Regions from separate parts of the Rattus norvegicus genome. Here all the other regions are linked to region 3. The links are chromatin contacts, called in public Hi-C maps. All regions are on one chromosome and are shown on one strand. The core of a region is the stretch at or near the end of the contact, and the rest is flanking DNA. Distances in the headings are between cores, read along the strand shown. Region 1 holds the start of Eci2 (enoyl-CoA delta isomerase 2). Region 2 holds the start of Prpf4b (pre-mRNA processing factor 4B). Region 3 holds the start of Pxdc1 (PX domain containing 1).

Region 1 (4,196 bases), core at 949-3,448, 410 kb after region 3:
CTCTGCAACTTCTGTGTCTAGTCTCTGCCAGAGCCCTAACCCACAGGTGAACCTGCTTATCCCAAGATCACACTGTACCCTAAATCCTCTGCTAGACTCTCCAGGCGTGAAAGACAGTTCTCAGAGCTAGAGAATACCTCCTAGTATCTTAGGGCCAAGTCTTTTTGGACAAGTAAAATTCTTGAAGGTGCACATCCATTTTCTTAGGGTGTGCATTACTGTGATAAATCACCATGACCAGAAGCAACTTTGGGAGGACAGGGTTTATGTTAGCTCACAGCACTCGGGCCACATTCCATCAGTCATAAAAGTCAGGGCAGACAATGAAGACAGGAACCTGGAGACAGGAACTGAAGCAGAAGCTGGTGGTGGCAGAGGGTGGGCTTCCTGGATTGCTCAGCCTGTTCTCTCATACATTCTGCACCAATCATTAATCAAGACAATGTTCAACAGACCTGCAGACACGTCAGTCTCATGGAGGCACTCTCTTAATCCATGAGCCCCTCCTCTTCCCAGATGAGTCTAGCTTATGCCAAGTTAACGAAACAAAGCAAAACAACCAGGACACCCACGATAAAGAGACACACGCATCACCAGGCAGAAATGATAAAAGCAATAAATGATAACAAAGAAGTCCAGGCTGGCAGACATCTGGGTGAAGTCTTTGCCATTATAACCTTTAGTTCCTCAAAGGTTATAGAAATTTTCAGACCTCCACACACATATGAATTATGGTAGCCAATTAATCAGTTGGGCAGTTATTAAATTTTACCTTATATCTTCACTGACTATATTTTTTAATTTAATTAATTTCAAACATCCCAAAAAGCATACTATTTCATCCTTAAATACTTACTATTTCTCTGAAACACCAACATTTTATTATATAATCAATCATGGCACCATTTAACAATAACCAGGACACTGGTGCGTAATGGTAAAACTTGGTCCATATTCAAGTTTTCCCAACTGCCCCAGTGAATTACTCTCCTCGGGAAGGACTCAAGCAGGCTCCAAACATGTGGATGTAAATGTGATATTTTCCAAATCTCTTTATTCTGGAGAGAAGCAGAGGAGGCTACTCTGTGCTTTAATTGCACATCAAGGCCTAATATAAAAACAAAACAAAACAAAGCCTGCATACATATATGCCAAAGGGGAGTCAGCCATGCAACCCACACGTTAGAAACCATTCAAGCTGCGTATTAGAAACATGTCAACTACAGGAATCACTTGCTCAAAACGCGTTTAAGTTCCAACAGAGCTCAGGCTGTTACCTGCTTATACAGCGCATACAGTCTCAGCTTCACTTCATTTCCTGGGTCCTTCTTCAAGAGTTTCACCTGGTTCATTGCATTTTCGAAGTCCTGCTGAGTGGCTCTCATGGCTGGTCTGCCTAGGTGCAGTTTAGTCACTGGTAATCTGAGGACCTGCAGGAGACTTCAAACAGTGTTTTTTATTTCTTCCTGGCCCTCCATTTCTGCAGCAACAGGATTACTGATTGGTTCCAAGTCATACTGCTCAGAACGGCGTGCATCTGCACTGTTTTCCCTAAAGTAGGCAACCGACTCCCCACACACTGTAGTGCACACTTACTCAAATGGAGCATAAGTTTTGCCTTTTGAGAAAGTCTCTCAAGCCGCTGATTTTACTGCATGCATGCGGTTTCCAACCTTTGCTCCATAGTTCTTTGAATTGCTACATGTGGGTCACTCTCTCCAGCTACTTCTCTTAACAAAGTGAACTTACTGCTTGAAACCTCACACTGGTGATAACGGATTGCGAGCCAGCAGCGCTCAGAGCTAACTAGCAATATTGGACAAAGTGTCACCTTAGCCAAGGCACTGTGTGCCCTAGGAAGTTCCGGGATGGGCCTGGAGGCCTGGGTGCCCCAGGGACCGACGGAGGCGACCGGAGCGCGTCCATCCTTACCCTTTGGGACTCAGCAGAAGAAGAACCTTCGAGGTCACTCTTTAGAGCTCTCTCGCTGGGAAATCTCCAAAGGAATATCCTGCTGTCCCTCAGCCAGGCCAGACAGACGACAAAGCGGGCGGCTCCGTGGGCGGGCGACAAACCTCGCTGGCGACTTTGGGAGGGACAGTCGAGGCTGCAAGCTTACCTCGGACACCAGCACCGCGCCCGACTCCAGGTCACTGCCGCCATAGCTGGATGCTGAGGTCAAACTGAGCTCGGAGGCTTAGGCCCAGCTGAAACTGTGAGGGGGCGGAGCCAGAGGTGCGCTCCGGGCGTGGGCGGAGCCCGGGGCTGAGGGCGGAGCCAGGATGTGAGCTCCGGCCGTGAGCCGACCCTGGGACAAATAGGCGGGCGGAGCAGAACTTGGAAGAGAGCCTGGGGCAGGGGTGTGACTGGCAGCTCCTTCAGAGTTGAGAATGGGCGGGTTTCGAGGAGGAGCCTAGTATGCCTGGTCCAGGTCCAACTGTGTACATAGGTGACTGGAGCAAGATCTGGCGCAGGAGGGTCAGGGTACGGAGGCGGATCACTGTGCTCTGGGAATTTTAATCGGAGAGTCTAAACATATTCATTTAGAAACCCGACCATTTCCAGAATGATCAGTTAGGAGCACGTTCCTGAGTACGCTCAGTTTAAGGTCATGGAACATATGTTTAAAAGATTAAATGGACAAGACTGTTCCTGGATATGCTTATCTTGTACAATAAAGTTTAAGCTGAACATGAAATTGTATAAGCAGCATTAATGTAGGCGTTTGCCCTGAAGGTGATTCTCTTGCTTAGCAGAGGCCACAGCCTATAAACAGTGTCTGGCTGAAGACTGGGCTGGGGAAAGGAAAGGGAACCATTCTGAGTAGGGTGTTTGAGCTTGAGGATCACTGTGCCCACGTTAAGGAGTTTGGATTCTGTGCTAAGAGTACTAGAGAGCCCTGGAAGAGCTAATTGGTGAGGCTAAAGAGTTGACTAGGCTGTTTGAGCACACTTGAGGCTCTTGGGGTTTGGTTTCTCTTAATCTGCAGGGTGGGCCATAACCATTCATAATTCCAGTTCCAGGGGAACAGATCCATCTTATGACCTAAGCAGTCATCCGACACAGAGATGATGTGCATAATACAGGTATGCAAAACCAATTACATAAAGAAAGTTAAATAACTAGACAAAGTAAAATTTAAAAAGTTAGAAAAATTACATTTTTAAAACGGACCAATGGGCATACTTTTGAACTACTTTACAGCGCAGTCAAAGACACCCAGCACATCCCTTGAGAGTTTCCTTTCTGTACTAGAGTAAGAATGGCAGAATCCTCCTCAAGACCTCCCCAGAGTTCTAATCTCCACTCTGTTGGAGGACCGGGTCTCCCGGTTCTTATGAAGACCTTGGAGAAGGAGGTGTGTGGGTCAGTTATGTCCTACCTTAGAGGCTCGTTTGCAGGTGACCAGTGCTGTCTAAGGAAGGATTTGATACAGACTCCCAGGCCTGGTGGTCAACAGAGCCCAGAAAAATGTCCATGGAACTGAATCTCGGGGTTCCACTTCACAGTGTGTGCTCAGTATTTTGGGAGATGTTTCTTGAGATGGTGGCATGGAACCTACGATTGATGGAGCTGTCAGCCCGAGTGCTTGTTTCTGTTTATAATAAATACTAAAACCATCAGCTCACGCTATCATTATGGCATATAAAATTCTATCAATAAAGTGTCAAGAATAATTTTAATAATATGTAATTAATAGTGAAGGCTAGATATCTTAAAGAAGTCTGAATCCCCCCTGTCTCACTGCTGGCTCCCCTATATGGATCTGTTGCCCTTTAACAGTTGTTTTTTGAATTTACAAGCCCTCGCCACCTGTTTCTCTTCATCTAGTCTTTCTTCAGGCCTCATTGCTTCTATATTGCTCTTACTCAACTAGTACTGACTGGGTTTGTTCTAATTCCTACCTCTGCAGTCCATTTTCTTCCATTTCTCCGAAAGATCGCTCTATGTTGTAAACCTCACTGTTGTGGTTTGAACCGTGCCTCAGAGTTCATGTTTGGAAAACGTCATCTCCCAGCTCCTGTGTTGATGGCATTTGGAAGGAAGGCCTTTGAGCATCGGTTGAGACTGGACATTAACATGCAATGTGAAGAACCCAGCCAGGCGCCAGGACTTTGTCGCTTAGACTTCTCCAGAGTGCTGAACTGGCCTCTGTTGTCTGTGATTTAGCCAGCTGGTGGCTTTTGGTTGTAGAA
Region 2 (4,110 bases), core at 392-2,891, 260 kb after region 3:
ATTAAGAGTAAGACAGGCATGATGCCTCAAGCATGTTAACAGCAGTTTGGCGTCTTCCCACAAAGCTCCAAACCCCAGTTCTAAACCTAAGTGCTGTCTAAATGGCTTCTACATTCTTCAAAGACACATGGAAACTACAAGAATTAAAGGGTTTTACGATGCTTGTAATTTGTTTGTAGTCTGTTACAACTAGCCTATTAAGAGCTCGCTGGGATCCATGCTAATCGTGTACGAAAGTAATAGCTTTCCACAGAAACAACATATTTCAAATATATTTTCCAATTATTTAAAGAACGCCCATCTCGTATGGAATAATACTTGAAGCAACCACAGATGGTGGAAAAAGATGAAGCGTTCACAAAGCCACGCTTGCCTCCAAAGCCTCAACTTTTTGCATTGTCTGCTGGCGGCTTGCCAAGCGCTGTGGTCTCCACGGTGTCACCGAACAGGGCGGTCCTCTACTTGAGGGCTCCAGGGGTGCGCACAGACGCAATCTTGGCAAGCCGCTCTGCTGACGTTGCGGCAGAAGAGAGGTCCGGGCTGAGGCCGGGAGGCGGGACAAGTTGAGCAGGAGCTGGGAACTGGCAAGGCCTCTTTACAGCTGCCCGCCGCAGTACTAAAGCAACAACCACCGCCGGTCGCTTTGAACACGCCCACGCTTTCTCCTGGACCTCAGTACGCACGCGTCTCTCTAGCCTGCCAATGACTTCCGGGAAGCTGGTTCCGCCGGGGAGCGCTCACTTCCGCTCCGATCCGCGGAAACCACAGCTCTGGATCGGGCCGTTCCGATACCAGGGCTTCGAAGCGTGGTTATGGGGGGGTTGGGGGATGGAGGTGGGGGGTGGCGGGGAGAAACAAGGAACTGTTTGGCCTGTCACTTTGTAAACGTTTCCTGCATGATTAAGCTAATGTTTCAACTTTTACTAACAGTAACAGCTTAGAATGCATTTAAACGTCTATTTCGCTCTCAAATGGATAATAGCGTGGAAATGAACTTGATGAAAATCAAAATCTTCAATGGAAAAGTTTGCCAGCATCAGCACATTTAGAAGTGCTTTAATTTTGTTCTTTTAAGAATGGTGTGTGTAAATCTGAGATTGGTCTCAGTTCGGTATCAGACAACGTCCATTATCTCCAACTTAATCTTCTCAGAAGCAGAAAACTTAATTCCCATATAAAGCATAACACAAAGAACAAGGTCAAAGGGGGATCTGGGAGTTTTTCTGGGTGTTTAAATTAGGCCAAGTCTACGAGCTCTCCGCTAATCAATCAGCAGCAACAAGAGACACAGAGCAATTTTCACCCACTACTGGACCACATAGAGAATCAGCGCTCAGAAATGCACTCTCAATACCAACATCCGACCCTTTTCTTTGCTCCTTTTCCCCAGCAGGTTCCTGCACTGAAACACTCAAACTTCCACACAGACTGGCGCTCTAGGTGAGTAAGGCCTTGATCTCCCCGTGGTCCGCCCCCTAGCCCCGGAAATTACATCACGGCACCCTGCGCCCCGCCCCCGGACGCAGAATTTTTCTATCCGGATTCTTAGCGCGGACTCGGAGTGCCGCTTTTCTCTACGTGCTTTGCACATGCGCGACTGCTTTTCCCTTCTTCCTCCGCTCCCACTGGCGTCTACGGTTCGCGGAGCCGCCGCCAGCACCGCGGAGAAGTCGGGAAGTTCAAGATGGCCGCCACGGAGCCCCCGTCGCTGCGGGAGCAACCTGAGTAAGTGCATCGTGCGGGTGGTTGGAGCTGGGCCGCCTGGCCACCGTGCGGGGGACGGCGGCGACCTGCGCGACGGGCGGGAAAGTTCAGGCCTAACGGGCGATAGCCAAAGTTTGCCTTTCCGCGCGCCTTCGGTGGTGCGGCGGGAGGCGTGGGAGCCGCCCGGGCTTTGCTGCCGGTGGGGCCGCGGCTGTTGGGGTGCCGGCAGCGCGGCCTGCTGCGCGTCGTTGCCCCGGGAGGCGGCGGCACGAGCGGCCTCTACAGGTCCAGTTAGCGTGGTGGCTGCTGCTGCCCTGAGGTCGCGCCTTCCTGCTCCTCCCTGGGGGACCGTGGAGCTCTGGTCTCAACCCTCGGCGATCTCCCCATGGGGGATCCAAGAGGGACCCGAGGGGCAGTGGCAGCCGGCAGGCTAAGCCCCACTTTCCTAACGCCTATAGTATCCTTGTGATCCTGCTGATAGTAAAAGCAGAGACAGGAGTGCTAGGGTCACACTTTTGACTGTCCCGGAAATTGTGCTAGCGAAGTCCTTCGCCCTTTACTCTTCATTCCAACCACAGCCCGGTATTTCTCTGTTCATTGGCAGCTTTCGAACTTTCAAACTTGAGGCAAAGTAAGGTAGACTACCTGGGTTTTGAGGCCTGGCAGTTTTTGCCCTACACCCTTTAGGAAGGGACATGGTAGAAGTATTAGGAATTATTGCTACTTATAAACCATTCTAGTCTGTGTTATAATTAAGCGAATATAGAAGTTCTTGAAGCCAAGAGAACATCCGTGAATACGCAAAAGGACTAGCTCTTAAATAAGAGCAGTGTTTTGTTTCCCACGTTTACGCTTGGAAACAACTTTAAAGAGAATACTATTAAAGACTGTTTGGCAACGGCACCCTCCCCACCCCCCATCTGCATTATCTATGCTTCCAACCTGTTTAGGAAAGCGTATGATACCGTCTCCAGCAACTTGTGGCAGAGGATGACTTTACCACCAAAGAAGCTTGGCTTCTTTGCTCAAGAATCTAGTTTGGTGTTCCCCTGTCATTTGCTTTACTCAGCTTGATAGAGAATTCATATTTTTATTAAGTATGTTTGAAAGTTGCATTGTTGTTGTGATAATTGGGCTTAGCAGAGAACAGATAGGGTTTTAACCAGACATAGCTTGTTGTTTTTCTAAGTTCATGGTGTGGCAGTTACAGGATGTTAGTCTAGTTTGATGGGTGTCTTCGGCTGTACAGCTGAGTACTGTTCAGGTAATCTGAAAAGTTCTTGGTATTATATCTATTTACCTAATTTGAGGGGAGAATTCATTTACATTTATTTTGAGTATGAGCCAGCCCTATTATTTGCATATTTAAATAATCCTGTCATTATAAACATGGATTTGTTTAGGCTCTGGCAACTGTACATAACACTGACCACGGTTTTTACTTTACCCGCCCTTCCCCCACCGAAGTTGTGGAAATGGAATTTTTTTCCGTGTGTCCTATTTTTGCTAATTTGAAAGTAATTAATGAAGTAATAACAATTTGATATGAAAGCAGGCACTATGTGTGTATTGTTGACCATAGTGCTCAGTGTCTCATGGCTTGGAGTTGCACTGAATAGCTTGTAGTTACAGGGAATCTATTCAACATAGAGAATCAAGAACACACATATTACATAGTTTAAGTTGTCCCCAAGGGCTCAAAGAGCTTTTGTTATAATGGCCTGTGCATTTGTCAACTTCTTTACTTCAGCTTTAAAAAGAAAAAAAAATCTATTCGAAGTCCCTAGGGACCAGGGACTATTCAAATCATTCAAATAGTAGCTCATTAATTCTTGTAACAGCACCGTGGAGCTAGATACTGTTATTGCTGGTATTTTACGGATGATGAGAATAACACAGAGAAATTAAGTAGTTTGCTCAAGGTCACACTGCGATAGACACATTTAACTTTGTACAATATGGTTTTAAAGGCCAGCTTCTGACTGCTGTGCTGTGACTCCTTTTTCACTTGCCCCTAAGATTTAAAATACATTTTTTTGCTGGTGTCCCAGAAAAATCGTTGTAGGGGGTGAGGAGAAATTTTAAGGATCAAATTAAGAGCCCTTTTGCACATGTTAATAGGCAAGTACTTTACCCCTGAGCCACCTTCTCAGTCTGAGATCATTGAGCAGGGCCTGGCACTAGAAGTAAACCTAGAACCTCACACACACTAGCCTAAGTGTTCTACCACAGTGATGCACCTCACTCCCCTGAGCTCAGGGGAGTGTCTCTCAGGCTGCCTCCCAAAGGTTGCCTTTACAAGCATGCCCTACCATGCCCAGCCAAAGATGTGCTTTTGATGTGTTGTTTCTAATACATTAAAATTTAATTCTTGGGACGTGATTTGGAAAAGGTAAAAACAGAAAC
Region 3 (3,640 bases), core at 674-3,173:
AGGTGCTGACAGTAAGCAAGTGGCATTTACAGACACTGTCACCAGATACAACCAGGCATTTCACCCCTCACAAAACCCCACGGGCAATAGGTACTCTCATAGACGATGAATGATTCTAGTTTGTCTGTGGCCACAGCAGAGCTCTGGGACCTGCTCAGAGGGAGAGTCGGGAAATTCAACTTGTTTATGGCCTGCCTTGTTCCAGAAGAAGCCACTGAGTAAATCACTACCCCTTCCTTATGCTTTCCTGACTCAGACATGCATTTGTTAAATTAAAAAAAAATATCAAATTTAAAACAATAAAAATAGGTCTAATCTCAAAATGGTGCTCAGGCACTGGGAGGGGCTGGGACGGAGATCTAAGCCAGGCTTGTCACTCCCGGCTTCCACACTCACTTGGTTTTGGGAATCTATCCAATTGATGTGTCTGCCAGGGGATGTGTCATGAGAATGGAGCTAATTATCCCCATAATCCACACATTGGTGGAACCTATCACCGGAGGGAAACGGAGGTTATCTCAAGCCCTTAGCCAGACAGGCGGCCAAGGAGGCATGTACTGGCTAACCTTGAGTAACTTCGCCCCAAGCTGTCACAGGCTGGCTGCTTTGAGAACTCTGCCAAAATGAGGGCTTGGTTCCATGGGTCTCCAAGCCCTGGAAGGCCAGGCACTGCTCAGAAGCTCTATTGATCCCTCCTGTCCCACCGCCTACTAGCTAACTGCCCCACACTTTATTCTTCCCCATCTCTATCAAGATCCCTCTCCAGTTTCCTCCACTCTTCCAGTCCTTTTGCTGGCAGTGGGAAAGGGGAAGCCACTGCTGTTTGAGAAAACAACAGTCAGGGCCAACCAGGACCGTCACAAGGCCAGGGAGGAGGCGGCTGTGGCTAATCAAATCCGAATGTGGACCCAGCTCAGGGGTGGGGACCCTGGGGTTGGCCGGACAGATGCAGGCGGGGCGGCTCCCTCCAGGAGAGGTGGAAAAGATTGCTGCGTGGCACCTCGCTTTCAGGCTCACTATCTTCGAATACGAATGGGGCCCAACCGGGCAGGACCTGGGCAGCGATCATAACCGCTGAGATTTCCCAATTCTGATACTCTATAACTGTCTCTACGCTTTCCAGCAAACCCAATCCAGCCGCCACTGGTTCTCCGGAGGTGGCTGGGACCCAGTAGCTGTCAGATCTGGATGTCGCCTCGGCAAAGCAGAGCTCCGCTTCTTCACAAGTGGCTCGCTCTTTGGGACAGTCAGGCGACAGTTCTGCTGACCTTGTCCCCTTCCCCACCCATCTCATTTATCCTCCAAGAGTGTGCGCCCCAGGCTCCGTGCCGGCTCCCAGTCAGGGAAGACAGGGTCTAGATGTCCTCGGTCAGTTGCCCGGTAGAGTTTTAGGAAACTCTTCCCGCCGATTTCACTGCACTTAGACGCGATCTCGTCGCAATGTTCCTTCCCCAGAGCCCCTCCCTCAGCCCCCTGATGCCCCAACCCTTCAGCCCCGCAGCCCCGCACCTTGCCGCAGCGGCGCACGCGCCAGTTCAGACCGGTCCTCCGGGAAGGCGTCACGGAGGCGCTTGCACAGGCGGCCCAGGTCCGCGAAGCTGCGGTGCAGGTAGAGCACACTGCGGTCCGACCACTCGGTGCGGATCTCGAAGAACTCCTCCTCATCGCCACGCCGGCTGACGATGAGCCTGCGGATCCCGTTCACCCAGCAGCCGCGCACGAACATGTTCACGAGCGACGTGCCCTCAAACACCGCCGAGGCCATGCCGCGGGAGGCGCATGCCCCTGCCGCCGGGGGCGCCCTCGGCCCCCGACTGGGGTCCGCCTGGGCAGAGTGGGTCTGGGCAAGGGCGATCAGGAATTCTCTGTGGGACGCGGTCGATCCTCGCAACGGCCGTTAAGAGTCCCGGTGGGTAGAAGTTGATGCCCCGCGGATGTGCTCTAGCTCTTCGCGCACTCTGGGGCGGCTACGTGCGGCCCGCGCTCTGGGCGGCGTCGCCAAGAGTCTGTCTGACTGCTCCGGCTGCGGCTTTATAAGGCACTTCCCATCGCGGGCGGTGCGGGCGTCGACGTCGAGTCCGGGCTGCAGCACCTCCCTCCTGCCTCCCGCTGACCCGCCGCGGGCGGTCCCGGCCCAGGCTCCACGCAAGGCGCCGCCTCCCCAGTCTGCCCGCTGCTAAGCGGGGCGGGTCCTGCGCTCTCCCGGAGCGCAGGGCGACTTTCTGCTCGTTCCTACTCTGAATCCTCGGGATTCTGCCTGGAGTTGAGCACTCTGCCCGGCACTCGCGGGGGTGGGATTGACACGTCGCTGAAGTCCAGAGTCCCGAGGCGGCGCCGCACGGGGCGGGGACGCGGGCTCATACCGCACGGGGATCCGGACAGTGGGACTGGTGCTGGTCCCCGCGCCGCCCTCGACCCGCCCGGCCTGGGCCGGGACTCAGGCTGGCCCGCCCAGTGTCCCATCGGTTACCGGCGTCTCCGCCCCGGGTCCTCCCGCGCATTCCGGTCGTGCCTTAGCTTGTTGGAGGCCCGGGACGCGGCGGGACAGACCCACCAGAAGGCAAGACCGTGTGGTTCTTAGAAGAGGAGCCCCCAGGAGATCGGCCGGCCGGCCACCCGTGGGGTCGTCTGCTAAAAGGATATGGGGCAGAACTGTAGGGGACACGGGTCTCCCTGGAGAGAGAAACTCGGGAGGAGCTTAGGAAGTCCCCCTTGGCAGAGCTGCCCACTGAGAACGAATGCACCGCACTGCGCCCAATTGAAAAACAGTGTCTAGCATTAAAAATTTTAAGTTGGTTCCAGACACATTCTTCTGCCTAAAACAGAGGAAAAAGACTCTGCCTTTTGGGTTATAGAGAGTCAGCGAAGCCCAGTGTGGAACAGAGACATTAGAAACTAGCGACAGGTATTCCTTCTCTGGACCTCAGTGACCCTGATATCCGTTGACTTGTCAACACCGGCAGCGGGCTGGTATTTAGGTCGCTTTTGTCGCTGCAGAAACCTCCTGGACAAGGGAGTACCCCTCCTATTTACCAAAAAGTTCTGCTGAGGCATTCCTGGGCCAGCCTCCACTCCTACCTGGAACCCTGTCCCTTCTGAAGCTGTCCCCTCCCCCAGCACCATCCCCAGGATCCCCCAGAAGCAGCTCTTCAAACGCCCCATCTTTAGGGTAGAGTTTGCTGGGAACAATCAAGTCTTCAATTCGCTGCTGCTCAAGTGACCTAGCTGGGTGAAGCTGGCCTCCTCTTTGAGCCTGTCATTCCTGAGCGCTGAAGAAAGTGTTTTTATATTAACAGTAGATGCTTAAAGAGTTCTGGGAGTAAAGCTAGATGGCAAAGGAACAGTAGTCACAGTTGGAGCGTCACTGGTTGAACACACTATCTTTTATGCCGCGTAGAGCATCCATTAATCACTTTTCTATACAGCCTAGAAACTTCACTTAAAAAAAAAAAGATAGCACGGGTCTGGAGTGGCTCACATATGTAATTCAAGTAACCCAGGCAGGGACAGAAGACCTTCTGAAACTGGAAGTCAAGGTTCCACAGTGCTTTCCCCTCCCCTCCCCTCCCCCCCTTTTCTCTGTCTCTCTCTGTGTCTCTGTCTCTGTCTCTCTCTCTGTGTGTTTGTCTCTCTTTGTTTC

What was found. Hi-C and Micro-C count contacts between places; a contact is called where the count stands out from the background.
Region 1: a contact with region 3 is called in a Hi-C map of liver, with 2.9 times the contacts expected there. The contact joins the promoter of Eci2 here to the promoter of Pxdc1 in region 3. A contact is called at or near these places in 4 of 12 Hi-C or Micro-C datasets (Schwann cells, frontal cortex and liver).
Region 2: a contact with region 3 is called in a Hi-C map of kidney, with 7 times the contacts expected there. The contact joins the promoter of Prpf4b here to the promoter of Pxdc1 in region 3. A contact is called at or near these places in 12 of 12 Hi-C or Micro-C datasets (the A7r5 cell line, the Rat2 cell line, Schwann cells and 7 more) and 1 of 1 datasets of contacts at active chromatin or transcription factors (oligodendrocytes).

What each region holds. Positions count from the first base shown.
Region 1 is chr17:30,073,768-30,077,963 of GRCr8, reverse strand. Eci2 (enoyl-CoA delta isomerase 2) reads right to left here and starts at 2,198. Exons shown (of 10, transcript NM_001006966.1): 1 at 2,120-2,198; 2 at 1,278-1,440. The coding sequence starts at 2,163.
Region 2 is chr17:30,222,451-30,226,560 of GRCr8, reverse strand. Prpf4b (pre-mRNA processing factor 4B) reads left to right here and starts at 1,641. Exons shown (of 15, transcript NM_001011923.1): 1 at 1,641-1,725. The coding sequence starts at 1,685.
Region 3 is chr17:30,480,144-30,483,783 of GRCr8, reverse strand. It overlaps Pxdc1 (PX domain containing 1), which reads right to left and starts at 1,923. Exons shown (of 5, transcript NM_001025719.1): 1 at 1,510-1,923. The coding sequence starts at 1,765.